Regions from separate parts of the Mus musculus genome. Here all the other regions are linked to region 1. The links are chromatin contacts, called in public Hi-C, HiChIP or PLAC-seq and promoter capture Hi-C maps. All regions are on one chromosome and are shown on one strand. The core of a region is the stretch at or near the end of the contact, and the rest is flanking DNA. Distances in the headings are between cores, read along the strand shown. Region 1 holds the start of Efs (embryonal Fyn-associated substrate). Region 2 holds the start of Nfatc4 (nuclear factor of activated T cells, cytoplasmic, calcineurin dependent 4). Region 3 holds the start of Nedd8 (neural precursor cell expressed, developmentally down-regulated gene 8). Region 4 holds the start of Abhd4 (abhydrolase domain containing 4). Region 5 holds the start of Rnf31 (ring finger protein 31). Region 6 holds the start of Dcaf11 (DDB1 and CUL4 associated factor 11). Region 7 holds the start of Carmil3 (capping protein regulator and myosin 1 linker 3).

The links. Promoter capture Hi-C pulls out the DNA fragments that hold promoters and counts their contacts. A called contact is a pair of places that touch in the nucleus more often than the background predicts. HiChIP or PLAC-seq counts read pairs in DNA pulled down with a chosen protein or histone mark.
Region 2: a Hi-C map of uterus shows a contact between it and region 1, with 3 times the contacts expected there. The contact joins the promoter of Nfatc4 here to the promoter of Efs in region 1. A contact is called at or near these places in 4 of 39 promoter capture datasets (the C10 cell line, cranial neural crest, neural stem cells and 1 more) and 1 of 484 Hi-C or Micro-C datasets (uterus).
Region 3: a promoter capture Hi-C map of stem cell-derived epiblast-like cells shows a contact between it and region 1, with 2.7 times the contacts expected there. The contact joins the promoter of Nedd8 here to the promoter of Efs in region 1. A contact is called at or near these places in 6 of 39 promoter capture datasets (cranial neural crest, embryonic stem cells, hippocampal neurons and 3 more) and 2 of 115 datasets of contacts at active chromatin or transcription factors (embryonic hindbrain and embryonic stem cells).
Region 4: a contact with region 1 is called in a promoter capture Hi-C map of pre-B cells, with 2.7 times the contacts expected there. The contact joins the promoter of Abhd4 here to the promoter of Efs in region 1. A contact is called at or near these places in 5 of 39 promoter capture datasets (the HPC-7 cell line, cranial neural crest, frontonasal cranial neural crest and 2 more).
Region 5: a contact with region 1 is called in an H3K27ac HiChIP or PLAC-seq map of embryonic stem cells, with 2.9 times the contacts expected there. The contact joins the promoter of Rnf31 here to the promoter of Efs in region 1. A contact is called at or near these places in 6 of 39 promoter capture datasets (cranial neural crest, embryonic stem cells, hippocampal neurons and 2 more), 1 of 484 Hi-C or Micro-C datasets (embryonic stem cells) and 5 of 115 datasets of contacts at active chromatin or transcription factors (embryonic forebrain, embryonic hindbrain, embryonic stem cells and 2 more).
Region 6: a contact with region 1 is called in a promoter capture Hi-C map of embryonic stem cells, with 2.4 times the contacts expected there. The contact joins the promoter of Dcaf11 here to the promoter of Efs in region 1. A contact is called at or near these places in 6 of 39 promoter capture datasets (cranial neural crest, embryonic stem cells, hippocampal neurons and 1 more) and 2 of 115 datasets of contacts at active chromatin or transcription factors (embryonic limb bud and embryonic stem cells).
Region 7: a contact with region 1 is called in a promoter capture Hi-C map of liver, with 2.3 times the contacts expected there. The contact joins the promoter of Carmil3 here to the promoter of Efs in region 1. A contact is called at or near these places in 9 of 39 promoter capture datasets (cranial neural crest, embryonic stem cells, hematopoietic stem and progenitor cells and 4 more), 1 of 484 Hi-C or Micro-C datasets (embryonic stem cells), 3 of 115 datasets of contacts at active chromatin or transcription factors (SST interneurons, astrocytes and epiblast stem cells) and 2 of 9 other capture datasets (adipose tissue and macrophages).

What each region holds. Positions count from the first base shown.
Region 1 is chr14:54,925,116-54,928,516 of GRCm38.p6, reverse strand. It overlaps Efs (embryonal Fyn-associated substrate), which reads left to right and starts at 1,729. Exons shown (of 6, transcript NM_010112.4): 1 at 1,729-3,079. The coding sequence starts at 3,062.
Region 2 is chr14:55,823,300-55,826,700 of GRCm38.p6, reverse strand. It overlaps Nfatc4 (nuclear factor of activated T cells, cytoplasmic, calcineurin dependent 4), which reads right to left and starts at 1,906. Exons shown (of 10, transcript NM_023699.3): 1 at 1,565-1,906; 2 at 1-543. The coding sequence starts at 1,664. It overlaps Gm41159 (a long non-coding RNA gene), which reads left to right and starts at 3,112. Exons shown (of 3, transcript XR_874646.3): 1 at 3,112-3,401.
Region 3 is chr14:55,670,149-55,673,549 of GRCm38.p6, reverse strand. Nedd8 (neural precursor cell expressed, developmentally down-regulated gene 8) reads left to right here and starts at 1,670. Exons shown (of 4, transcript NM_008683.4): 1 at 1,670-1,755. The coding sequence starts at 1,738. It overlaps Gmpr2 (guanosine monophosphate reductase 2), which reads right to left and starts at 1,315. Exons shown (of 10, transcript NM_177992.2): 1 at 1,166-1,315; 2 at 749-844; 3 at 481-600. The coding sequence starts at 835.
Region 4 is chr14:54,257,636-54,261,036 of GRCm38.p6, reverse strand. It overlaps Abhd4 (abhydrolase domain containing 4), which reads right to left and starts at 1,754. Exons shown (of 7, transcript NM_134076.3): 1 at 1,718-1,754. The coding sequence starts at 1,740.
Region 5 is chr14:55,590,231-55,593,631 of GRCm38.p6, reverse strand. It overlaps Rnf31 (ring finger protein 31), which reads right to left and starts at 1,890. Exons shown (of 21, transcript NM_194346.3): 1 at 1,560-1,890; 2 at 1,317-1,463; 3 at 1,016-1,171; 4 at 740-799; 5 at 557-626. The coding sequence starts at 1,748. Psme2 (proteasome (prosome, macropain) activator subunit 2 (PA28 beta)) reads left to right here and starts at 2,611. Exons shown (of 11, transcript NM_011190.3): 1 at 2,611-2,790; 2 at 3,105-3,137. The coding sequence starts at 2,743.
Region 6 is chr14:55,558,165-55,561,565 of GRCm38.p6, reverse strand. Dcaf11 (DDB1 and CUL4 associated factor 11) reads right to left here and starts at 1,537. Exons shown (of 15, transcript NM_133734.3): 1 at 1,445-1,537; 2 at 124-356. The coding sequence starts at 278.
Region 7 is chr14:55,489,278-55,492,678 of GRCm38.p6, reverse strand. It overlaps Carmil3 (capping protein regulator and myosin 1 linker 3), which reads right to left and starts at 1,610. Exons shown (of 40, transcript NM_001374104.1): 1 at 1,396-1,610. The coding sequence starts at 1,435. It overlaps Dhrs4 (dehydrogenase/reductase (SDR family) member 4), which reads right to left. Exons shown (of 8, transcript NM_001037938.2): 8 at 2,339-2,860. The coding sequence ends at 2,746.

The sequences.
Region 1 (3,401 bases), core at 480-2,979:
ATGTGGGTGGGACAAGGAAGGGAAAAGATAGATGAACCCTGCTGGGAAGACTTCCTTCTTTGCTACTCTTTGAATGTGGCCAAACCATGGTGTAAGACCATAGGAGGCTGCTCTCTATACAAGGCATCACCCCCATTCAGCCAGTTTTCTCCAAGCGCTCCCTGAGGCTAGAATTCTTCCTAGTTTGAATACCTGAGTACCTGCAACCTTAAAGGAGAGGGCAGAAGTGGGGGTATATAAATGTCGGAAAGGACCGGACAGTGGTGGGGCATGCCTTTAATCCCAGCACTTGGGAGGCAGAGGCAGGTGAATTTCTGAGTTTGAGACCAACCTGGTCTACAGAGTGAGTTCCAGAAGAATAAAAAAAACCAACCAAGACTGCAGCAAAGGTTCCCATTCCTTCAGCTGAGAACATCTGGTTTTCGTGAAAGTGTTGTTAGAGGAAGAAGGGGCATTTTCCATCTGTGTTCTCCTTGCCAAAGCAACTGTTACACGGGAGGAATTAAAACTGCCGGATGGCTATGACTAGACCAAGGTATCAGAGCTAACAAGCCAGGATTCACTCCCAAGACAGAAGCTGCCCCTACCTAAAGTCATTCCTCAAGCTCTGAGGTCCCCACCCATCTCTCAAACTGCAGCCCTGCCTGGACCTTTCACATCCTTCTGCTTAGCTTCCCCGAAAATTCCTTTTCGTTCTAATGGAGCCTGAGTCTGTTGAAGGTTTCCAGCCAGGGCATGAAGTCTGCCCTCCAGCATCACTGACCAGGGCCAGCACCATTCATCCCGCGTTCATCCTGAAACTTTCACTGAGCCACCCTTAGGTGCCAACTCTCCCTCTCCCTCGGCAGAGGGTTCTAGGTAACCAGGCAGTAAACATTGTCCCCTCGGGTGGTTCTGGGAAAATGCTGTGCTTAAGCTTGTGGAACACTGTGGTGTGGTGGAGCAACAGTGGTCTCAAAGCCTCCAGTTCACAAAGGTCCTTAAGTAAGATTTTATCTGTTCTCTTGTAAAGAGGTTACGACTAAGCTCGTTGTCTGTTTGTGCTTAAAGTGCTCATTTGTTAAACGTAAACACTGGGGAAACATTACAGCTTTGCACCTCTATTTAGCAGCTTGCTTACCAGGACACACTCCCCCCACCCCGCCCCAAATTCTTTTCTTTTGAAGAAGACAGATCTCTCCCAACCCTGAGAAGCTCTGATGTATATCTCCTCGAAGTAAAGGCTAGAGAAGAGGGCGACTGAAGGGAGGCCGCAGGAAGGGGAAAGGAGGCAAGGAGCTGGGGTTTGGCTGAAACTCCCGATTCCAGCCCCTCAGAAAGAGTTTTGTCATCTTCTGCCTACGATCTCTACTCCAGCTGCTCCAGTAGCAGCGAGGGCCAAACCAAAGACAAGAAACAGGCCCGGACTGGCAAAGGAGGCTAAAAGGCGGTGCAACCGGCCAGCCTGGGATCTGGTGCCAGCCGCTAAAGCTTCTTGTTCTCTCCCAAGGGCCAGAATCTTTGTTCAGCACCAGACTCCAAGCCTGTGGCCCTCTGGACCTCCCCGGCTCACCCCCGCAGCCGGTTTGAGCCCCTGCAAAGTCAGCGTGCTCAAACCGCCGGGACCCTAGCGCGCGGCGGAAGCAGCGCGTCCCCTCCCTCGGGAAAGACAGATGTGGGGCTAATGAAAGGGAGGCAGGGAGAGGCGTGGGGCTGGCGGGGGAGAGCGGGGGCGTGTCGGGCAGAGCCGAGCTCCCCGGAGCGCGCGGACCAGACCACCCCGCGGTCTGCTGCGCGGTCCCGAGGAGGAAGGTGCGGGGGAGAGTGGCCGGGCTGGGGCGCGCAGTTTGGCCCGAGGGTCTGGAGCTGAAACTCAACACCGCCTCGGAAAGGATCGTCCCCTTTCCCTACAGCTTCCCCTTCCCCCTTCCTCCCCCTTCTCTTAATCCCCTGGCCCGAGCCCCTCGCGAGAGGAATGGGCCTGCGGGGAGGGGAGGGAGAGCTTGCCGAGGGGGAGCGGGAGCCCGGGCAAGGGAGGGAAGGGGCGCGGAGTGCAAGGGGTGATCGGGGGCCGCGCGCGACCCCGGACCTTTTCTAACCCTCAGTGTCCCCACCTCGACCCTAGGCGAGCCCACAGCACTGCTCCTCCCCTTCTCTGTTCCCTTTTGCTCGGTGCCTTTTTCTTCATTTCCCAAGACACCTGGAGCTTCCCTAAGCTTTGGGACGCGCCGAGGGCCCGGTCCAGGGTGTGTGAGCGGGGACTGGGGCCAGAGGGGTGCCTGGGGCAAAGGGTGGTGCGCGCCCTTGAGCGCTGAGACTGAGAGGTGCCTGGCGGCCACCTCCAAGACCCGGCTGTGTTGAGAAGGAGTGTGGCCGGGAGAGCTCGCCTCGGCGCGGGCCTGGGCAGACAGCCCAGCTCCACCGCCACGCGCTCTTAGGCCTTTTGGCGCCGGCCTTTGCGCTGACTTGAGCGAGTTTGGCGACACGCAGCTCAGTTGTCGCTCCTCCTCCTTCCCCGCGGGTCCCGCCGCAGTGGCCCGGCTGCCACGACCACAGACAGCCCTGGGAGCACCGCTCTGCGCCGCTGGGGGAGGGTTGGCCCCAAGAGTCGCTCGTCCAGCCCAACCACTCAGGCGGCTTCTCCCAGCCCTCGGGGCTAGCCTGAGCTGCTTGGAGAGGCGTCGAAAGCAGCCACAGCTCCTGTCTCTTAGCCTGGGAAGTGAGCTGTGAGCCCATGTGAGTCCAGGAGGCCTCTGCGACTTAAGGCGGCAGCTGTGGGGGCCTGGAGCCCCGAGAGACCCTGGGGGACAATTTAGAGCGCGCCCCTTGGATGAGGTCCCGCAGCGACGCCCAGGCCCGCCTTACTCCTCCTCCTGCTTGGCCAAGCTGCCTCCTATTTGGAAAGTTTTGTGGGTTTTCTTTCTCTTCCTCCAACTTTGGGGGGAGGCATCTATCTCCTCAAGCGCTACAGCTTGGGGTGACCTTCTGACTTGGAGGCCGGGAACCATGGTGTGGGGCAGCCATCGCTGAAGTCAGCGAAACAGAGCCTGGCCTGAAGCAGGCGACGCTGGAGGCCAGAGCCATGGCCATTGCCACGTCGGTGAGTTCACCAGGGAAAGGAGGTTTGCCAGGCAGACACCTCCAACCTGCTCTATGGCACTGTCCTGTTTATTTCTATCCACTCAGTGATCTCTCCCAGAAGCCTGTCCTCTTTTGTTCCTTTCTCCCTCCCTCTCAGTCCTCATCCCCTGTGCCTTCTGGTTCTGGGTTGGCCCCTCCTCCTCTCTCCCTATTCTCTTTCTTTATAGTGGTTGTGGATAGTTGGGGGATGAGGGGGGAGGGCGGAGTGTAACCCCATCCTATCTGCTCTTGCTGGGTGGAAACAGATGCCTATTGGGGGTTGGCAGGGGCTTGTAATTGGG
Region 2 (3,401 bases), core at 657-3,156, 900 kb before region 1:
GCGGAGAGCTCAAGCCAAAACGGGAGGCTGCTTCATTAAGTTCAGACTCCACCTCGTCGCACGCTGCATACAGGGCTGCCTCGTCGGAGGCGTCCGAGAAGAAGCTCCACGAAGACAGGCTGCTGCTGCCAGGGCTCGGGCTGAAGAAAGCGCCTCCGCCCTGACCTCCAGCCTCTCGATAGCCCCCAAAGCCTTCTGGTGGAGGGTAATCTCTAGGAGAGCCGTCCCCCCAAGTTTCAGATGTGTCCTCTAGCGAGGTCGGCGGGTCAGGCGTGGGAGAGATGGAGGTAATCCGGATGCTGGGACACTCAAGAACACGACCACCCCCAGCACCCCCTGCATTACCTCCTGGGCCCCCCAGCCTCACCGACCTAGCTGGCTGGCTCTCCCAGGTGCCAGGTGAAGGGGCGGGACGGGGCGGTGGTGAGTGCATCCCTGGCCGAGGGGGTGGGGGTCGGGGAATCCCAATAGGGGCAGCACCATAAGGAAGGGGTTCCCCCAGGGCCAAACGACAGCATGGAGGGGTATCCTCTGAGTCCAGCTCTGTCAAAATGGAAGGGAAGTAGAGGGAGAGAGAGAGAGAGAAGCTGGTGAAATGTCTACGTTTCTCGGATGGTCAGCCCCTGAAGCCTGATATGCTTAGCTAGGAGAGGTTCCCCTAGTCTCCGGACAAAAGCAAAGTTGAACATCACAAGACAGAAAAGAGATACAGGCATGCCAGGACCTCATACTCTAACACTCTGGTCCTGGGCAGGTGGGCTGGGGTGGTTTGGGGAATTCTAGAGCCAGGCCTGGAGGTGTGCTTGCCCAGGCTCTGGGCTGGGCTGGGGGCGACTCACACATGAACCCAATTAGCGACGGTTCCCAAACCCCCAAATGGTGCTGGCAGAAACCCCAGTTACCATCGCAACTGTGGCCTGGGGGTGGGAGGGATGGGGGCATGTCTGTGGTGACGAGGGGAGGTGACTCCTCCCTCGCCCCCCCCAAAGGGGGCGGGGGTGCAGTCGAAGGGTGATGCGTGCGGGGCCCAGCCAACGGGGGGGGGGGGGAGAGGGGGTAGCGGGCAGCGCGGATTCCGTGCAAGCGGCGGCCGCCGCCCCCGACTCGTTCCCCGCCATCTGCCTCTCATTGCGGCCAGACAGGGGGAGGGGGAGGGGTGTCCCTGCGCTGCCCGAGGGAGCCCCCAGCCCCAGGCGTCGCGTCTGCAGAACCAGGCCTAGGTCCTAAAGCCTTTAACTCCAGGGCCAAACCTCCCCTTCCCAAGCCGGCACCTCCGGCTCTTGGGGGCCAAGGTTCCCTTCCGCACCCCATCCCAGAGACAGTCGGCCTAGCCGGCAGGCGGCGCATAGCCAACAACACCCCCACTCCCACCCCAGTTAGGACCTAAAAAGGAAAAAAAAATGATGCCGTGGCCCCCAGCCTCACTTCCACAGCCTTGGTAGTCCCTCAGCTCCCTTCATCCTCTGACCCACCTCACCCTCTCACACACCCCAGGCTCCCAAACTGGAGATTTCCTGGCCCTTCGGTCACTGGCCAAAAGACCCCTACCCAGCCCCGCACTAACCTTCCCCAGGACCCCCAGGGCCCAGCGGGGGGGGCTCCTTTTCCTCTCCGAACACCAGCTTAAATTCCAGCTCCTCATCCTCGCAGCTTGCGGCCCCCATGGATCCGGCCGGAGCCCCCAGGTCCCGCCTGGGTGGGAGGGGGAAGCTCTGGACGCTGCTGTAGCTTCACGCGAGGGTAGCTCCCTCCCTCCCTTTCTCTGAGACGCCCCCTCTTCTGTCGCTGCCGCCTCCCTCCGGACGCCCCCTCGTTATTATAGAAACTTTTCCAAACTTTTTTCTCCCAAACTTCTTCAAAGCGGCCCCCCCCCAGCCTGTCTCTGATTGGTTACCCGGGATGCACCGGCCCCTCCTCCATGGATGAGATGGGAAAACCACGCGCCCCTAGTTCCCCCCCCCCCCGCCCCCGGTCATCTCTCCAGTCCCACCCCCTCCAAAGAGGGAGAAAAAACTGAATTGGAAAATGGTCCCTTCAAACGTTATAGAACCCTAATGGTACCTATTGGCCCACAGTTGTGACAATCATTTCCCACCGAAAGCCCAAACCTCAGCCTATTTAGTCCCAGCGTAGGGGGTGGGGAGGTCCGGGTCCCCTCGCCTTAAAGAGGCCATATTTTTGTCACCCGTCCCCCATTGTAGCAGGCCCACGGTACATTCTGAAGAGCAGGATAGCCAAAATCTCCCAAGAAAGGGCACCTCACTGTCCTTTCCATCCAAATCTTGAGTTGAAGAGAGATCTGGGATTGAGAGAGGCTCTGAGCTGCTCTGTAGAGGAGGCCATTCCTCCACCCTCGCTGAGACCACTCTACCTGGACCTCCAAGGAGCCTTTGCAGTTCTTAGCCACCACCTCCACAAGCCACCCCCCACCATTCCCTTAAGATGAAGAACTTCTAGCTGTCCCAGAAGCCTCTCAGAACTTTCGAACCCCAGGAAGCCTTTGAAGGCCCATAGCCCGCTGGGCGTAGATCCAGGCCAGGCTTTGCTGATACCCTTGTCCCAGCCACCTAGATAGGCCATTAATTAGCCTTGGAGGAGATAGTCGGCTCCTTCGTCCCAAAAGCTGCAGATCTCTGGGCTCGCTGATCCCAAGACGTTCTGCTCCCGGCCATCCTAAATTCCTGGCCGGGTTTAGAAAAGGCCAGAAGCTAAAAACTTAGGCCCACCGGCTGGACACCTGTCACCTGGGCAGGGAAGGAAGACCCGGTCAGGAGTTTCTAGGAAGGGCGAGCATAAAGAGGTCCCATTTGGAAGAGAAAGAATAGAACGGGAGATTCTTGATTCGGACTGGAGGCGCTGCAAGACAGGGGAGCAGTCACCATTCTCCTTGCATGCTTACCACATGCTCCAAACTTCCCTAATAAACCTGGCAAATCTCCAGTCTCTAAATCTCTCAGGCTCCGACCCGCGTCCCCCAACAGCAAACCCCAGTCCAGCACCTAAAGGGTTAAGCGCCGGCCCTCTGGTCAGACGTTTACAAACACTCGGGAGCCGGGCGGGGACCGCGCCCATTACTCTAATGAGAAACAGGCTCTGCGGGGCAGAGGGAAGGGGGGCTGGCCTGGCGGGCCTCAGCTCCTTGGCGGCGGAGGCGGCGCCCCTCCCTCCCCTCAGTCCTCCCTCGAGCCAGTCCTGGGGACCCCCCCAGCCCCCGGGGACCCCAGTGACGTGCGGCGCTGCCCCGGCTGCAAGCCCAGGGCCGCGAGGCGGGAGGGGCAGGGAGGAGAAGCTTGGCGGGCGGGAGAGAAGAATGTTCCGAGGCCGAGCCGGGAGAGGGCCTGGTTTGATTCCCCCCTCCCCGCCCCCCTCTCTCCCCTTGGGTTCTTCTCAGGTTACATTCC
Region 3 (3,401 bases), core at 421-2,920, 750 kb before region 1:
TTTGGGATAGATCTCAGAAACTCCCAGGAACCTAAAAGAACCTTAAAGAAGTGAAAAATTAAAATAATAGTAGGCATACAAGAAAACTAATAAACTCCTTTTTTCTGTAATATCCCAGGTTGAAAATTTTTAAATACTCAAAACAGTATTTAATTTCTGGACTAAACAGTGACTGCTTAATGTTCAAACAATGACTGACTGAAGAAATGCATGTGCTTGGGTTGACCTGGGTGGGCACTGGAAGAATTTGGTAAAGTATATAATTTATGGGAGATTATAATAAAAAAGATGAAACAGATCTAAATTTGAATCTCACTAGTTCAGACAGATCTTTGAACTGATCAAATGGTTCTTAGTAATGGAAAAAAAAATAGTAAACACAACATTCTGTTAATTGCCAGAGACTGGGAATACAGATGCAATTCCTCTGTAGCCGCTAGCTGGGAGAAGATCTGGTAGGGGGCATAAGGTTAATCTCACCTTACAGAGAACCCTAGCCATTTCAAAAGTGCCCACGGTATCCATATTGGCAGCAATGACAGGGATGCCACTGTACATCTGCTTTGAGTTCCGGAACGAAAATGATCTTGTGAGCTCTACCTGCAGACATTAAGAGGACATTAAGATTTCATTCATTCAGAAAATATGTATCGTTCTCGAACCTGACAGCTTTCTTGGACCTGGTCCATTAGAAGCTTGAGGTAAAAATAAATAAATAAATAAAAACCAAGGAAGACAACTGGCTCACCTCACTTCGAGACTTAAGAGTGCTGCGTTTGGGCCTCAACAGGACATCCTTGAAGTCAAGTTTCACATCATTATCAATATGAGGCATGATGCAAAGCTGGAGTTAGATTTAAAAAAAAATGAGGCTGTAAGACTGGGAAGTAACAAAGTTCGCCTCTCACGCTTAAACTGTGTAAAGTCAGATCAGGGTGTGGTTCTTCAAGTCTCCCTGGGACCATCCAGTGTCTGGATTATCCTAATGCTTCAATCCCAGGTATGATTTTTAGGGAGAATTGGGAAGAGATTATGGTTCCTGAAGGTGCTTCCTTACCTAGTTACTCTCCCTTTTTTCGCCCCTGCAAAGGGCAACTTAGAGTAAGAAGCTAACTTAGGGATGAGAAAAGAGATTTTAACCAGCTTCCGGCATAGCGGTACTCACTTCCTGTTGCTTTGACTCAGGTGGCAGTTGACCAAAGATTCTTTTGCTTAGCAACTAGCCGCGTGCAGCCTCGATGAGCCTTCAGGGCCACTCGAACGAGTTCCGCTAATTGCAAACTCGACTACCCAAGGAATTCTAGCTTCGGGCGCTGTGCAAGGCCTTCTGGGTAACAGAGTCCACACACTCAAGCTGCCGTTGAGTGCGAGCGGCAGAAGAACTACAACTCCTAGGATGCAAAGGACAGAGCTGCCTCCAGGCATGATGGGACAAGTAGTTTGTTCCGTTCCAGCTCGCCGCTAACACCAGTTCGGTGGCCACGCGCGGGGTCTCAGGGCGCCGTCTGGCTGTTCCTAGCCGACTTGCCTTTCTCTTTACAACCCCACTGACACAGAACACGAGGGCACTCCTGAGCGTTTCGGGAACCCGGTGGAAAGAGGAGAGGGTGGGTCCAGAGAGTGACCCGGAAGCAGAAGTGTTCCTTGCCGTGGAGTGCTGGGAAGCGGCAGCGGCAGCAGCGACCACAGCGGGAGAAGCAGCACTCTAGCCGCCTGCAACCCCAACCTGGGAAGAAGATGCTAATTAAAGTGAAGGTGGGAGCGTTTCCAGACTTTCCAAGACTCGGTGCAGGGTTGGCCGCTGCGCCTTAAGGGAGAGGCGGGAAGGAAAACCATGCCTTTCCTGAACTTGGAGGGCTGACACCCTCGGGGCCCTGCGCGAGGCTTGATGGGAACTAGGGGGACCCCGGGAGGCTTTGAGCTCTGGAGGCCGATCCAGCCTGAAGACTTCGGGTCTTACAAGGAAGCCTGTCCTACTTTCTTGCCAGTCTGTATTCAGACCCAGAAGGAGGCAGCGTTTGTCCTGGTCTCACTGTATTCAAGCCCTTGCAGTCATAGAGAAGGCCTGGCAGCAGCTTGGCTCCTCACTCCAGAATTTTTTGGGAAAGCTTTGTCCCCTGTTCTTCATGCCTAGATTGTATACTTCTCTCAGGCCCTAACACAGGCTCCCTCCAGAGCACAGCACTGATTAGAGTCTGATGAAAGTGAGGGCCTTTCAGTAGCTAGACTACGAGCCAAGGTTAGTGTCTCACCCGTCTTACAGTAGCTAAGCTCGGAGTGGTACTAGGCACCTTCTGTCGGAACTGGACATTAAGAACTAGCCTCATTTCTTTGGCTAATTTAGGCTACTTATCGATGCGTTGGTTCTTGGTACTCTGTCTTCAACTCCCGTAGATGTTCAGTTTTAAACCCATCAGGCCATTCTGCTGTACATTTAGACAGAGACACAAAAATGATAATAATGAGGAGGCCTGGCATTAATCTGACCTTTTCATTGCTGTGTTCAGTCTATCTTCAGTTACTGGACACGTCAACTATTAGCCTTTTTTTCTACATTCCTTCCAAAAAAAACTTTAATTAAAGATTGAAGTCAGAGGGCAAGTTGATGATTACTGTTTTTCAGACATGGGTAATCTATGAATTAGCAATAGGTCTTTGACTCTTTTTGTTTGTTTTGTTTTGTTTTTGGAGACAGGGTTTTTCAGTGCAGCCCTGGATGTCCAGAAACTCACTCTGTAGACCAGGCTGGCCTCGGACTCAGAAATCCGCCTGCCTCTGCATCCCAAGTGCTGGGATTAAAGGCGTGCGCCACCACTGCCCAGCAGGTCTTTGAGTTTTAAACACCATTTTATTCTTTGTTTTTAATATATACAACACTGTGTTTTGGGTAGGCTCAGACTTAATGGATCATAAGAATGATAGTCCCTCCCTGTTCAGTGGATCTATGATGGCGGTGGTGGTGGAGGTGGAGGATTACTTGGGATTTTGAACCAGCCTCTGTAGCCTAGGCTGCTCTCAAGCTTGTGGAGATCCACCTGTGTTAGCCCTCTAATTGCTAAGACAAGCAGCCCACCCCCAGCCCCCCATCCACAGTCTCACAGCCTGCTGCATGTGAACCGCCAGAGGCTAGGATTACAGGCAGACATCGTCTTAATATTGTCTAACTTCTGTTCTGCAGCACCTGCCTATTCTTTTTTTTTAAATCGCATCTTTAGTATATGTGTGTGTATGGGTGCTGTCCGTGCTTATATGTCTTGGCACCTGTGTGCCTGGTGGTGCCCAAGGAGGCCACTAGATTCCCTGGAACTGGAATTACAGGTAGTTGTGAGCCACCATGTGAGTTCTGGGATCCAAATCCAGCTCCTTGGAAAGAGTGCTCTTAACCACTGAGGCATCTCTTT
Region 4 (3,401 bases), core at 505-3,004, 670 kb after region 1:
TCAGGTTGTAAAACTAGGAGAAAACTTGCCTATGTCCTAGAGTAAAACTGGTAACTTATCCTACTTTCCCTTTCACACCCAGTGACTCAGCCACTGAAGAGCAGAGGTGCCAAGCACTGGCTCTGGAGTATACAGAACTCCTGGGTCTGAACTATAGACCCACAAGTGAGGAACGGAAGGGGTTGAGGTCCAGACATACAGTGAACCTTGACAGGTGCCTGCCACAAATGTAGTTCTTGTTCTACCTTTCCTGTCTTGCATGCTTTCTCTCTTTTTGTGAACTCTGCCTAGGTGAAGGTAAGAGGATGGTTGCAGCAAGGGCTTGTGGGTTTGAGCAGGAGAAGATGATGGCATCCTTGGCGGAACCATCCCAGCTACTCATAGCATACACAATGGGCACCCTGAGTATCATGGGAACTCGCTGGATGAAGCACCAATACCTAGACCACAGATCTTGGCCAGTCTCAAAAGAGAGACTTCCTCTTTGCATTGTAGGCTATAACAAGTCAGACCATGACACCTGAACGAACCCCACACATCTCTAACTCTGGACAGCAGAGCTCAAGAGAAATGCTTCCCTATGAGACAGCAACACTGGCAGCAGTCCACACAGGCCTGGAAGGGGTGGGGGTTGGGGGACAGGGAGCTATGGGCACAGCTTGGCCTTTCTTCTGTACAAACAATCCAGAAAGAGAAAAGGCAACAGTGCCTGTCACACTGTGTGTCAGTGCTATTAGGGAGGTGAGAGCTGAGGTGGGAGAGTGAGGCAAGCAGCCTCTTAACATTGAGCAAGTCTCTGAATTTCTATGGGCATCCGCATCTGTTGCTTTATTTGTAAAACGGAGCTGAATGACCTGAGTCTTCTTTGGCTCTAGTGCCGTTTCCCGCAAGTCACTGTAGGCACCATAAATTTCCTCTTAGAAAGCAATACTCTTCTTGGGCAGTTCTTTTAGGTCCCTTACACGATTGTTTACTATTGATACAAAGTTATTTCGTTGTTCTGCAGATCCAAAAGGACAAATATTAGGTCAAGGGAAGGCCCTGTTCCTGTGAAACCCTTGGAGCTGAGTCATTCTCCTCTAAGCAACTTTTTCCCGATCCTGTTAGACCACCATCACACAGGTGGCATCTCAAACTTGATGGCCTTGGGCGAGCAGTAACCACATCCCAATCTAACAAACCTACTTCTGAAACCACGGCAGTAAGCATGTGTTTATGATTAAGAACACTATCAACTAGGATTGCAAGCAGAACGTAAAGGCGGCCAAGGGCTAAAGGAATTTGCAAGCCAGTTCCACACTAATTCCATCGCAGTGGAGACTTCTCCTACCCATGCCTTGTCCTTCAAGGGCTTTTCACACCCACGACTTTAGTTCCGGGCAAGTCTCCACAAGCACCACGTCCGCATCGGGAAGAGCTAGCTTATTCCTCGTGCTTTACCACTAATCTAACTGGGCTACCAGAGGGGCGATCGCGAAGACTAGTGGAAAGTCAGAGTCCCCAGGCTGAACGCAAGCTTAACCCTCAACACTCTCCCAGCTCCGCAGCCTTCTCATCTCTCAGCGCTCCCGGGGCTCCTGAGCGCAACCCATCCCTCCCTGGAAGCCAACCTGAAAGGAAAGGCGGGGAGTCTGAAGCTGTCCGCAACTACAGACAGTCCCCGGATCCTGGCCCGGACAGATAGAGACAGAAAGAGAAACGGACAGGAGTAACTCACTGCTGCTCCAGATCATCAGCCATAGTAAACAAGCCCTGCCGGGTCGAGCTGAGCCAGCCCATCCCTCCGCTCGACGCCAGAACCAGCTGACCCAGGGAAGTATCGGATAACAAAGGGGGCGGGGCCGGAGGCGGGGCCTGGGTCGCTAGCGGGGTTCTAGCGGGCAAAGTTGGCAGACCAACCGACTCAGCACATGGACAGCAATCAGTTGGGTGCTTCCTTCTGTTTGCTCCCTCTGGCCTGCGTCCAGGCTGAACACTACGGTCCCACAAAAGTAGGCTCCTTAATCCGGATCACATCCCTTTGGGGGACAGTGAGGGAGACAGGAAGACAGGTAGTTTAAAACTCAAAGTTCCTCACTGGAATGCCACCAGCCCCGCCTCCACACCTCCTTCAATTAAAGAGTGAAGGAACTGCTTTGCCTCTTGCTCACGTTCTCAAGCTTCCCTCTGTATCTCAGGTCACAGACGCTTCATCTGCCTTGGTAGTCCTATGGAAATGGTTTAGATGTCCGTGGAGTCATAAGGGTGCTTCCTATAAAAGGGCCTCGGATATTGTAACCCAAGATTTCCCGGTTCCAGAAATACAAAAAGCATGCTGCCTAGTTAAATTTTAGACAGCAAAGTTTAAAGCTAAGTAGGCTCCCTGTAGTATTTGGGGCATCCTGTATTCACAGCTCTAAGATGAGGGGTGACACCTGTCAGCATAAGCATTTCTCTGTTCTGGGGATGTCTTGCCTCAACCTACTTTCCAAGGAAAAAGTAGCAGTATCCTGCTTCCTTCCATTCGGTGGACCTCCCAGAGGAGGGCCAGTTAAAGGCCTAACGCATAAGGCTGGGCGTGATTAGGTATGTGGATATAAGATTAAGGATGTGGGATGTGAAGTGACTTAACCCAGAAGTTTTGAGCACATTTCAGGCTGGCTCGGCAGAGAGGCGGGACACATCTTGAAGCTGGCTTCAGAATTCACTTGAAATGGCAAAGGGGGTGTGGCATCCCTGGAGCCGCTCCCTTTCTGATTATCCACTGCAGTAGTTTAATCATACTTAAGGGGAAAGAATCTACTGAGGACTCTCTCTCTCTCTCTCTCTCTCTCTCTTACACACACACACACACACACACACACACACACACACACACGTCAAGGTGTATGTGTCCTGGGTTGGCCTCACATTGGATGTGTATCTGAGGATGATCTGTGCTTCCGAGTCTCCTGTTTCTATCTCTGGAGTGCTGGGATTATAGGGTATTCTGCCAGGCTTGTTGATTCAGGATTGTGGATCGAACCCAGGGCTTTCTGCTTGCTAGCTAGGCACTTTAGCAGTGGAGCTATGTTCCTAGTCCTACAGTATTTTTCTTTGGTCTTCTTGAAAGACCGAAGAGAACCTGAGATTTATTCTTTCCAGAAACACAATGTTAAACTGATCATTATAAGGGTTTAAAGTTGAAGAGAACTGGAATTTTCAGAAATGTCCATCCATGATTTTAGCCAAGCTCAGTGGTCCCACAATTCACTATACACAGTCATTGGGTAGGCTTGATAACAACGCAGCCTCCTGATTGCCATCCTCAGAATCTAATTCAGTTAGTTTGGTTTGAGGCTAGAAAGCTGCTTTTTTTTTTTTTTTTTTTTTTTTTTTGCATTGAAGGTGCTGGTGTTCCAGAAGACACACTAGTTAAACAA
Region 5 (3,401 bases), core at 641-3,140, 660 kb before region 1:
ACTGCCCTTGCAGCTTGATTCCCAGCACTTGTGTTGGGCAGCTCAACATGGTCTGTAATGCCAGCCGCAGAGGGATCGGTTCTGGCTTCCATGGCACCTGTGCCTACATGCACATATCTACCCACCCACCTTCCACTACTAAAAAGTAATATTAAAGGAGGAAAGACCAGGCTACACTTAAAATTTTGTTATGGGTTAGGGGAAGTCACAAAACAGTCTTTACAACATCTGGACCCATGGTGTGTGGGGGGGAAGGGGGGCTTTCATCTCTTGAAATAAAATACAAATACAGGCTGGAAAGATGGCTCAGTGGTTAAGAGCACGGGCTGCTCCACCAGAGGTCCTGAGTTCAAATCCCAGCACCCACATGGTAGCTCACAACCACCTGTAATGGGATCTGATGCTCTCTTCTGTCACACTGGCATATGTGCAAATACAATGCTCATATACATAAATAAATAAATCTTAAAAAAACAACAAATACAAGAGGAAAGAAAATCCTACATTTGCACCAACTCAGTCTAATATTTTTCTCCCGTAAAGAAGCATACAATACCTTGGGCAGAGGGGCGGGGGCCAGGAACAATCTCCCTCAGAAGGGGGTGAAACTCTGAAAGCTGCAGCATCTGAGAAAGCAAGCGGAGCGTGGGCAAAGTGCTGGGGGCACAGAATCCCATAAACTCAGCCCCCCCCCCCCCCCCCCGTGTTCCATGAACAACACCCTTCCTGCCTTCCTTACACCATCTTCAACGCTCTCTCTTAGCAGCTGGTCCAGTGCATTCTGTCTGGGATGAGTATTCTGCAAACAAGATGATGAAAAGAATTCCCACCTTGAACAACGTTCTCCCTGTAAGCCCTGATCTCCTAACATTCCAGAGGGAGAAAGTGTAACAGAAGCTTCCAGGCTGGCTGCTGCAGCAACAGAATTTCCCTGCACGGGGGTGGGGGTGTCTCAACGTGCCTTGGGGCTCCCAGTCAAGTACTTAAAATCCTTAGAATCAGAAGGTCATCTCACCTGCAACAGCAAACTGAGCTCGGTGCGAAGCAGCAGTACTTCTAGTGTGACAACAGCAACCTGGTATTCATCTGGTTCCTCCTGCCCTTCGGGGAAACTCAATCCATCTGGGCGCTCCTCAGTATAGCCATACAACCGTAGTACATCCCGGCCACCCTGGCACACATTCAGGACCCGGTCACCATCTAACAGACCTCCTAGGCAATAGAGCTGGTCCCCCACTCAGCACACCCTCAAGCCTTTCTGGTCAACCCTAAGCACAGGTCTAGTCCCCTTCTCCGATAAGGTCCAAGAGTTTCACCTGCACAGCATCCACCGTGCTGCGAAAGACGGGGTTATTAAACTTCACTGAGCGCCAATACCGGGGCCGCTGCGGGCTGAGGAGGTTGCGACCATATTTTTCCAGGATGTTCAGGGCCGTGGATAGGGTGTTGAGGTAGTTTCGAGGCTGGGAGCATTCAGAAAAGCAGAGTCGTGAGCCTAGCCCACCTGGCCTCTGAGCCTAGGTCCCCTTCCATGGAGCGCCGGGCGGGCTTGACCTCACCTCCCCATGAGCGTTGCAGCGGACCAAGCGTCCGGCGTCCAGCTGCAGGTAGCGGGCGGCTGGTGGCAGAGAGGTGGCCAGAAGCGGCATGAGCTGCTCCAGGGGAAAAACCTGCGCAGAATCCCACCTCAGGGCGCTCGCCAGCTCCTCGCGGGCCGCCAGGAAGCCTCGCTCCTCGTCTCCCGGCATCCTGAGACTGGAGACAGGCTCAGCTTCTCTGCCCTCCAGGGGCTGGCGCAGGTGCGCGCGGCGCCACAGCAGCCCGGGTCACTTAAGCCACCGCCCCGCTCAGCCCCATCCACGGCCAGGGTTACCGGGAACAGGAAGTCCTGGCAGAGAGGGCGGGACTGTGGGCCACTTTAGAGGAAAAGGAGGGTTCGGAGTGACGGTAAAGCTGAGATCAGGAAGGGTGGCCAGGTCGCCGCCAATGAAGAAGCCGCGGCCCGGGCTCCTCCCATAATGCTACGGAACCTTTTCCTTCCGAATCAGGCTCTCTTCTTCGCCTTCCCTTAAACTATCCCGCCCCTTCCGGAGGGACCCACCTCCCATGCGAGGGGTTAATTTTGCCCAGAGCTTTGCTATCTTTATTTCCATAGTGTTGGTTCTGTTCCATTCCCCGGCGGGGAAGTCCCACCTTATCGGGGACCGGCTCTGGCTGCCCTTAGCCCGGCTCAGGCGGGCTCCTCCCTTCTCTAGTCTGTCCTGAAGGGAAGGCAGTCCCGCTCGTCCTGCTCCCTTCCATCTTGCCAGGCTTTCCTCCTTCTTATCCTTCCTACTCTCTCGGATCCTACTTGGTCCCCTCCTCAGTCTAGCGTCATGGAACCCCACCTCTGGGTACCCCCTTTCCTATTGTCCCACCCTCTCTCAGTCCAGTACTTCCCCTGGACGGTCCATACTATAAGCTCCGCCCTTCTCGAGAGGCCGCCTCTATTTGAGTCTCCGCCGTCCCACGCTTTCCTAGCTCCTCCCTTGGACAGCCCCTGATGATGAAGCCAACACCGCCCTTCCTAGTGGCAACTAGCTGGGAATGGCTGAGGGGGTACTACTCACGGTTGGTGGCCGGCCAGGAGGAGGAGAAAAAAGGGAGGGGGCGTGGCTGAGGGGGGTGGGTCTGGGCCTGGAGAGTGAAAGCGAAAGCTGGGGCTGCTAGCCCAGGCTCGAGAGCTGCCAAGTGGGGGGAAGCATGGCCAAGCCTTGTGGGGTCCGCTTGAGTGGAGAAGCCCGAAAACAGGTAAATGGGAACCGAAGCCAGGAAGGAGTGAGAAGTCCTAACGGAGATAAAGCTCGGTGCTCCTGGGCACCAATGGGGCCTTGCGAGCGAACTCCACCGGCCTCTCTTTCTTTAGGGCTTTCTTTCACTTCTGCTCAGGGATTGCCAGTGCCGTGTCCTCGAGCCAATCTGTGCACTGAGCAGGCTCCTCCAGGGGGAAACTAGCTTTGTGGGACAGGTTTGGGCTAGAGTTGGAAGGCACCTAGGTTGGGAGTGGGCCCTTATTCTATACAAACTAAACCCTAACCAGCATCCGGCTACTTCTGTCTGTGCAGGTGGATGTCTTCAGACAAAATCTTTTCCAGGAGGTAAGTCTCTGAATTCAGTCGATGTAACCCAGAGTCTTAGTGCAGAACTCTAGGGCCACAAGCTCTGAGTAACCCACCAGTTCACCTTAATTTTGGTGTCTCCGAACCTTCATGCTTACTCAAGGTGAACTGCAATGATTTGTTTCTACTTGTAATCTGATCAATCTTAGAACTCTTAACTGCTTTTGCCACTCCCCTTGAATGGAAAGGTAAAGATGTCGCCCAAAGGGAAAACCCCATAGCCCTACTTCTGCCCTTCATGAG
Region 6 (3,401 bases), core at 288-2,787, 630 kb before region 1:
TCGTTCTGTTCAAACACAACCATTGTCCTGGGACAATGCCATTCCCTATCCTCTGCACTTTTCCTGCCTGAAGTTGAGGTCAAGACATTGTGACACTTAGTGTCACAGCAGAGGGTAAGTTACCTGCGGAGGAGATAGGCCAGTACCTGGGCCAGATCCACATCTTCATCCTCTTCTTCCTCTTCCTCACTACGACGCAGGCCAGTCCCTCTTCGGGACAAGCCCTCAGAGGGTTCTAAGGACCCGGATCCGGCGCTGCTGCTGTTCCGTGATCCCATCTTCTGGTTACAGCATCCTTATGTCTTGCGCAGGGGCTGCTCCTGTCTCCAACTTGGGTTTGGTGAAAGCAAAGCCTGCTGTAGAAATACCAGGGTTTCCAGAAACGGGGCAGAAGCTATCTTTAGAGGGGTGACCCCTCCAGGAGACTGAGATTTCCTTCTCTTTAGCTATGACAGCTCCCAGGGTATCGGGAACATAAACCTTTCTCAATCCTGTGAAGCAAAGAAAGCCATATGAAACCTAGGGTGCAACCCTACCGTACTAATCAGAGTCCACGAAGAGGAATTTCCCATTTTCCTAACCAAACTCACCTATCAAAGTCCCCGGCCCGGGATGGCTGAATCCCAGATAACCTCTCCGACTGACCAATCAAAACCCCTTGCGGAAGAACGCATTTCACTAGCTTATCTCACACAACCAACCAGAGGCGTTAGAACTCAGACCCCCCCCACGCCTCCCTCTACTGACCAATCAGAGCAATTTCTTGCACGGGCCGGCAGCATCAACAGCCAATGAGGTTAGAAGTCAGCCTAACACCCCCTCCAGTTTAGCTTCACGCCCACGTGGTGCGCCGGGGGTGTGTACAACAGGGGGAGGGAAAATGGAGAAGCACCTCCCCCCGGCGTCTGGCGGTTACCGCCCCACGCGAGACCACCCACCAGCCAGGAGCTGTCGCAGGACCCGCAGGGGCGAGGCCCTGTTTACAGCGACTATCGCTGCGGCGCCGGCTAACAGCTCCTCAGTCGCGAGCCTCGTCCGTCACGCTTCTGGCGGCCAGGCCTGCTGACGTCACTCGACGCTCCAAGCAGTCCCTCCCCCTCGGCCCTCTGATTGGATAGCTGAGACCTGTGATTGATAGGTGGGCTGGGGAACTTGCTCAACCCAAGAGGGGCGTTTAGTCGTAGCGGACTGGAATTGGCTGCGACCTGCATTAGACGTAGCGGAACTAGACATCAAGTCTGCGAGGTGGTCCCTTAAGGTCGCTTGGCCTCGAGTGGTTTGTTTGTTTGTTTGTTTTTTACTGCGTGCCCAATCGCTCCTATTCCCTCAGCTCCCAGCAACCCCAGTTCAACCGTTTTCCCCTGGCTGTAGCGCTAGCGGCCTGTCGAAAGCAGTCCTCACTGGTGGGACCTGGGCCTCTCCACCCTGCTGTGTACACGCTTACCAGCGGGGGTCTTGTCTGACGACCCCTGGCTTCCTTTCTTGGTCTTTGCATACGCTCCCTAAGTGCCGCGGCCGTCCCCGGAGCCTTTCCGGTTGCCTTAGTGCGCACGCGCCCCTTGGGTCTGGGCTTTGCCGACCGTCCCTAGGCTTCTGTCGCTCGCCACCTCCCGTTGGTTTATGAGTAACTAGGGTGAGTCCAAGGCCAACCCTACCTTGTCTGGGATGGTTTCCTAGGCCAGAGAGGCGGGCGATGTCGGCCTTGGCCCAGAGGTGGGCCATCGCGAGGACACCTCAGCTCCCGGGGCGAGCATGTGACAGGTTCTGTGTCAGGTTTCCTGGTCTCTAGGCCGGAGACCCCAACATTTTCTCCCGATCCACGCAGGTTGTCACTGCCTTAAAATTCTTAACTGTAAACAAGCGCCCAGCATTTTGTTCTTTGGCTGGTCTCCATTAATTATGTGGACAGGTATTTCAAACATACACGGAACTTTCAGGATTCCTAGGTATTTGGGTTATTTGGCCTGGAAAGTCTGTAATAATTTTAGTATTTTTCCTTCCTTATTACTCTTCTAGTTCTTACAAGTTCTGTAGATATTTTTTAACTGATTACTTGAGGTTATTTTCACAGTGGCTGTTTTTCCACATTTCAGACTTCTTCCACTCCTTGATCTGCTCAAGTCTACTCTTAAAAGTATTTCGTTCTTAAGAGCTGACTGTTTTTTCGTTTTTTTATTACTTCAAATACAGACTTCCCAACCTGATTGTCTTTTTACTTCATTCGAAAATTTTGTCTGCCAATCAAATGTGCCTAGAAGTGCCTTATTTCTACTGGTACACCCTTTCAGAATGTCTAATCTGAGAGATGCTTTATCTTTTTAACCAGTCCTAGCCAGCCCTCATAGCCCTAAACTGTGACCTAGTGATACTGCTATCTGTAATCAAACTTGGACCTACATAAAAATGTATGTTCTGCTTAACAATCACTGATAATAGTGGGATACTGGAAATAAAAGAAATCCAAATATACAATAAGAGGTTGGTTAAATAAATTATGGTCAGTTTTGTACAGTTATAAAAATACCTGGTAGCCACTGAAATGAATTTTTTAGTGGGTTAGGAATATGTCTCTATGGGAGAGTGCTTGCTTGGCATTCTGTATATACTGGGTTCAGTGTATACATTGAACACACACACACACACACACATACACACCAAACAACAACAAAAACCCAATGTTGCTGCAGTTCTTCATAAAATAAAAATAACCGAGGGCTGGAGAGATGGCTCAGTGGTTAAGAGCACCGACTGCTCTGCTGAAGGTCCTGAGTTCAAATCCCAGCAACCACATGGAGGCTCACAACCATCTGTAATGAGATCTGACGCCCTCTTCTGGTGCATCTGAAGACAGCTACAGTGTACTTAGATATAATAATAAATAAATCTTTTAAAAAAAATAACCAAGTTTGGGCCAGTGAGATAGTGAGATGCTTCAGCAGGTAAGGGTGTTTGCTAGGTAATGGTGCTTACTAGGAAGTCTGGGGTTTTTGTTTTTGTTTGTTTGTTTGTTTTTCGAGACTGGGTTTCTCTGTAAATCCCTGGCTGTCCTGGAACTCACTCTGTAGTCCAGGCTGGCCTCGACCTCAGAAATCCACCTGCCTCTGCCTCCCAAGTGCCGGCATTAAAGGCGTGTGCCACCATGCCCAGCTACTACTAAGTCTTATGACTTGAGAGAGAATGGACTCCTACAAATTGTTCTCAGAACTCCTCATGCATACCTCCCTACTCACCCACACCCACCCAAAGAAGTAAATACAAATTTGAAAAATCCAAGCTCATTATGTGATTAAATAACAAAATGGATGATAGCTAAGGTGGAACATGAACAAAACATTATGATTAGGTCCAGAAAAGAGGCCTGTAAAATTTTTTCCTTATTATCGTTATATATGTGTGGATGC
Region 7 (3,401 bases), core at 361-2,860, 560 kb before region 1:
TCCTGGTGTCCCTGAGTCAGGGGACAGTTGCTGAGTGGCACTGTCTGTGGGAACACGTGTCTTACACTTCTGAAGGTGTGAAGGATTTTCCCACCCACCCGTGCACTATAGTAACCATCAACACATATGCAGTGAGTCTCTCTCTCTCTCTCTCTCTCTCTCTCTCTCTCTCTCTCTCTCCCTCCCTCTCCCCCCTCTCTGTAGGGGTTTGGGAGTCCAGGATAGGAATGTTCCTTGACTGTACCCTAGGTGCTCTGGGGTATGAGAATCTGTTTTTTATTATGGCTGCATGCCTGTCTTCTGATGATGGCAGGGAACCGAGTATGGCATTTGTGGGGATAGGAAAGTGTGAATGAGTGCTGGCTTGCATATGAAAGGGGACCGGTGCCAGACAGTTCTTGTGAGGAGGGTGGGGTGAGAGAAGGGTTTAATGTTCCAGTGAGCCCATATCCGTTTTCTGACAGACCCATCCAAGTATTATGTGTGTGTGGTGTGTGTGTGTGTGTGTGTGTGTGTGTGTGTGTGTGTGTGTGTGGTGTGGTGTGGTGTGCATAGATGTGTGCAGTTTCTGTAAGGTGTGTGTACAAACATCTCGTGACTGTGCATGTGTAGGTGTCAGAGATCTCCAGAGTGCAATAGAGCTCTGAGTATCCTTGAGCGTCCTGCTTTCTGCATGGGCTAGCCTGTGCTCCTACCTTTGAGGATCAGGGTTGTGGCAGGGCTGGAGGGTCTGGGGGGGGGTGTAATTAGAGGAAAAACATCTGGGAATCACTGGTCCAGAGAGCTCTTGAGATGTGTGTGGATGGTGGGTGAGGAGAAGGGGGCAGGCTGGGACGGGGGCTGTTGGAAATGAGCCGCAGAAACCTAGCTTTTGGTTTTAGCTTCAGTCGGGGCCTCTGCCTGGACTCCCCTCCTATGCCCCACTGGCCTAGGCGCTAGGGGCCTCTCTAGGGCCAGTTCCGGGGCGGGGCCGGGAGGAGGGAGGGTGTTGAGATAAGCAGCAGTCAGGACCAGGGGCAGCTCCCAACGCCTGGCCCCGCCCGGCGAGGGTGGGAGAAAGCTGGGACTCTCCGGAGGGAAGACTGGATGCTTTGCAGAGGGGTGGGTCAAGAACGCTGAGAATCAGCCCCCAAGAGCGCCAGGGAACTGCTCCTGTCACCAAAGAGCGGGACGGGCGGCTCCGGGACAGGAAGGTTCTGATAGGGTGAGGCGAGTGGGGCAGAGAAGGATGCTCCACGGAAAGCAAAGCTGGGTCTAGAGATTCAGAGGAAGGGACTGCCTAAGAGCGAGGGATGCGTGAGGGGGCGGGAGGCGCCGGGCTGGGGTGTACCGCAGGAAAGCACTGGGTCTCGATGCTCGCGGACCCGGTGTCCGGAGATGAAGGCAACCTCGTACCTTGCAGCTCGCGGGTGAGCTCCACGCTGGCCTTGGCCATGGCGGCCGCCGCTGCTGCTGCCGCCGCCGCCGCTGCTGCTGCAGAGGAGCCGCCGCCGCCGCCGCCTCCCGAGAGGCGCCGCACATGCTAGTCCCGGCTCCGGCAGGGCCCGGCGCTGAGCGCTGCAGTAGCGGCGGAGCCCGCTCCCGTCAGGGGCGGCTGCGCGAGCGCTCCTCCCCCCCGGCTACTGAGCTCTGGGTCTCCCGCCCCTCCCGGAGAGTTGGCCAATGGAGCATGCGCGCTGAGCTTCCGAGCCGCGTGAGACCCCGCGCGCGCTCGCGACGACCCCTCCCGCGGACTACCTCGTGAGAAGCCCGGAGCGCGGCGCCTGGTGTCCGAGCTATCTCAGGGGCGGGGTGCAGCGTTTCTACTGGCGTGCCACCCACGCCTCGGCCACCCGAAGCAGAATTCTTCAATTTCTTTGTTTATGTGCTTCGGTACCCCTCCCCGGGTCATTCTTGTATGGCCCCGCCCTCCCACTCCTTCCAGCTCAGGAACGGTCCAGCTCGTCCTTGCTGACCCTGGAGGGAACTCTGAATCAAGGACGATGCTGCAAAAAGACCTGTCCGAACGTGCGGGAGGGAGTTAGTTCTTCTTCTTCTTCTTCTTTTTTTTTTTTTTTTTTTTTTTTTTTTTGCTCGCTAGTCTAGTCTCGGGGATCCCCGTGGCGTCCTTGGCACCGTCCCTGGGGGTGTGAGGCTAAGAGTAGCACCTGGGAGTTCCCGAGCTACCTCCCCCAACAGCTGGCAAGCAGCTCCGTGGCAGGCAGACGTAACCACCCTTGAGCGGCAAGCTCAGGCCTTGGAGATAGGGAGGAGGGCTAGGGAGAATTCAGAGATCCAGCACTGCTTAGACTTCTCAGATACACTAAGCACCTCACATTGAGAAATAAACACGCACTGATTCAGAGCAACGCGATCATCTTCATTTTATTTGTACCTTATACGTAAATTGTTAATTTCTATCTCTGTTCAGGTCTGTCCCTTCTATCTCTCCTCAAAGTGTCCAGAGGCGAGGATGAGAGGGATTTGATCTTCACTAAAGTAGCCACAGTCTTCTCAGCAAGCCCTTTTCCCACTACCTATCCCCCAGCTTCCCGCCCCCTCCCCAAAGCCGTTTTCAAGGCCATAGCAACAGCAAGGATGCTCATCTGACCACACTTCGACCACAGGGAAAGCAGGAACTTATCACTGGGCAGAACTGATTTTGTGAGGTGAACAAGATGTTAGGTGGTGGCAACGAAGGGCGACAGAGGCAAGGTGGACTGAGCCCGCCCCACACACCTGCCCTGGTAGGCTGTTTCTGGGTCCTCAGAGGCGAGAAGGGGTTCCTCCCCCCACTACTACGGTCTCTCCATTGATGTAACTGGCGTCTTCAGAGCATAAGAAGGAAACTATGCCAGCACAATCCTCTGGCTTGCCTAGCCTGGGAAACAGGAGACAAGGAGAAAGCAATTGTCAAATAGGTTAGCTAGCCTCTCTCATCTGGTTCACAGGACATGAAATTTGCTTAAGAATTATCAGGTGGGAGCTGGTGAGAAGGCTCAGCAGTTAGGAGCATTGGCCAGCTGCTTTCCAAAGGACCCAGGTTTAAGTTTCAGGACACACACACACACACACACACACACACACACACACACACACACACACACACACACACACGGCAGTTCACAACGGTCCAAAACTCCAATTCCAGGGGTGTGTGATGCCTTCTTCTGCCCTACAGGGACAGGAGCACCAGGATCATGTGTGGCACACAGACACGCATGTAGGCAAAACACCCATATGTATTTTAAAAATTGAAAAAAAAATTAGGTGATTTTTCTCAGAACCAGTGTACAACCTTTTTTTTTTTTGCCTATTAAATAGGGTGATTATGATTAGGTGCTTATAATTTATAGATGCATAAATACTGTATCTTGCAAAACCATGTTATATTTAAATATAGAAACACTGTTTTTAGATAC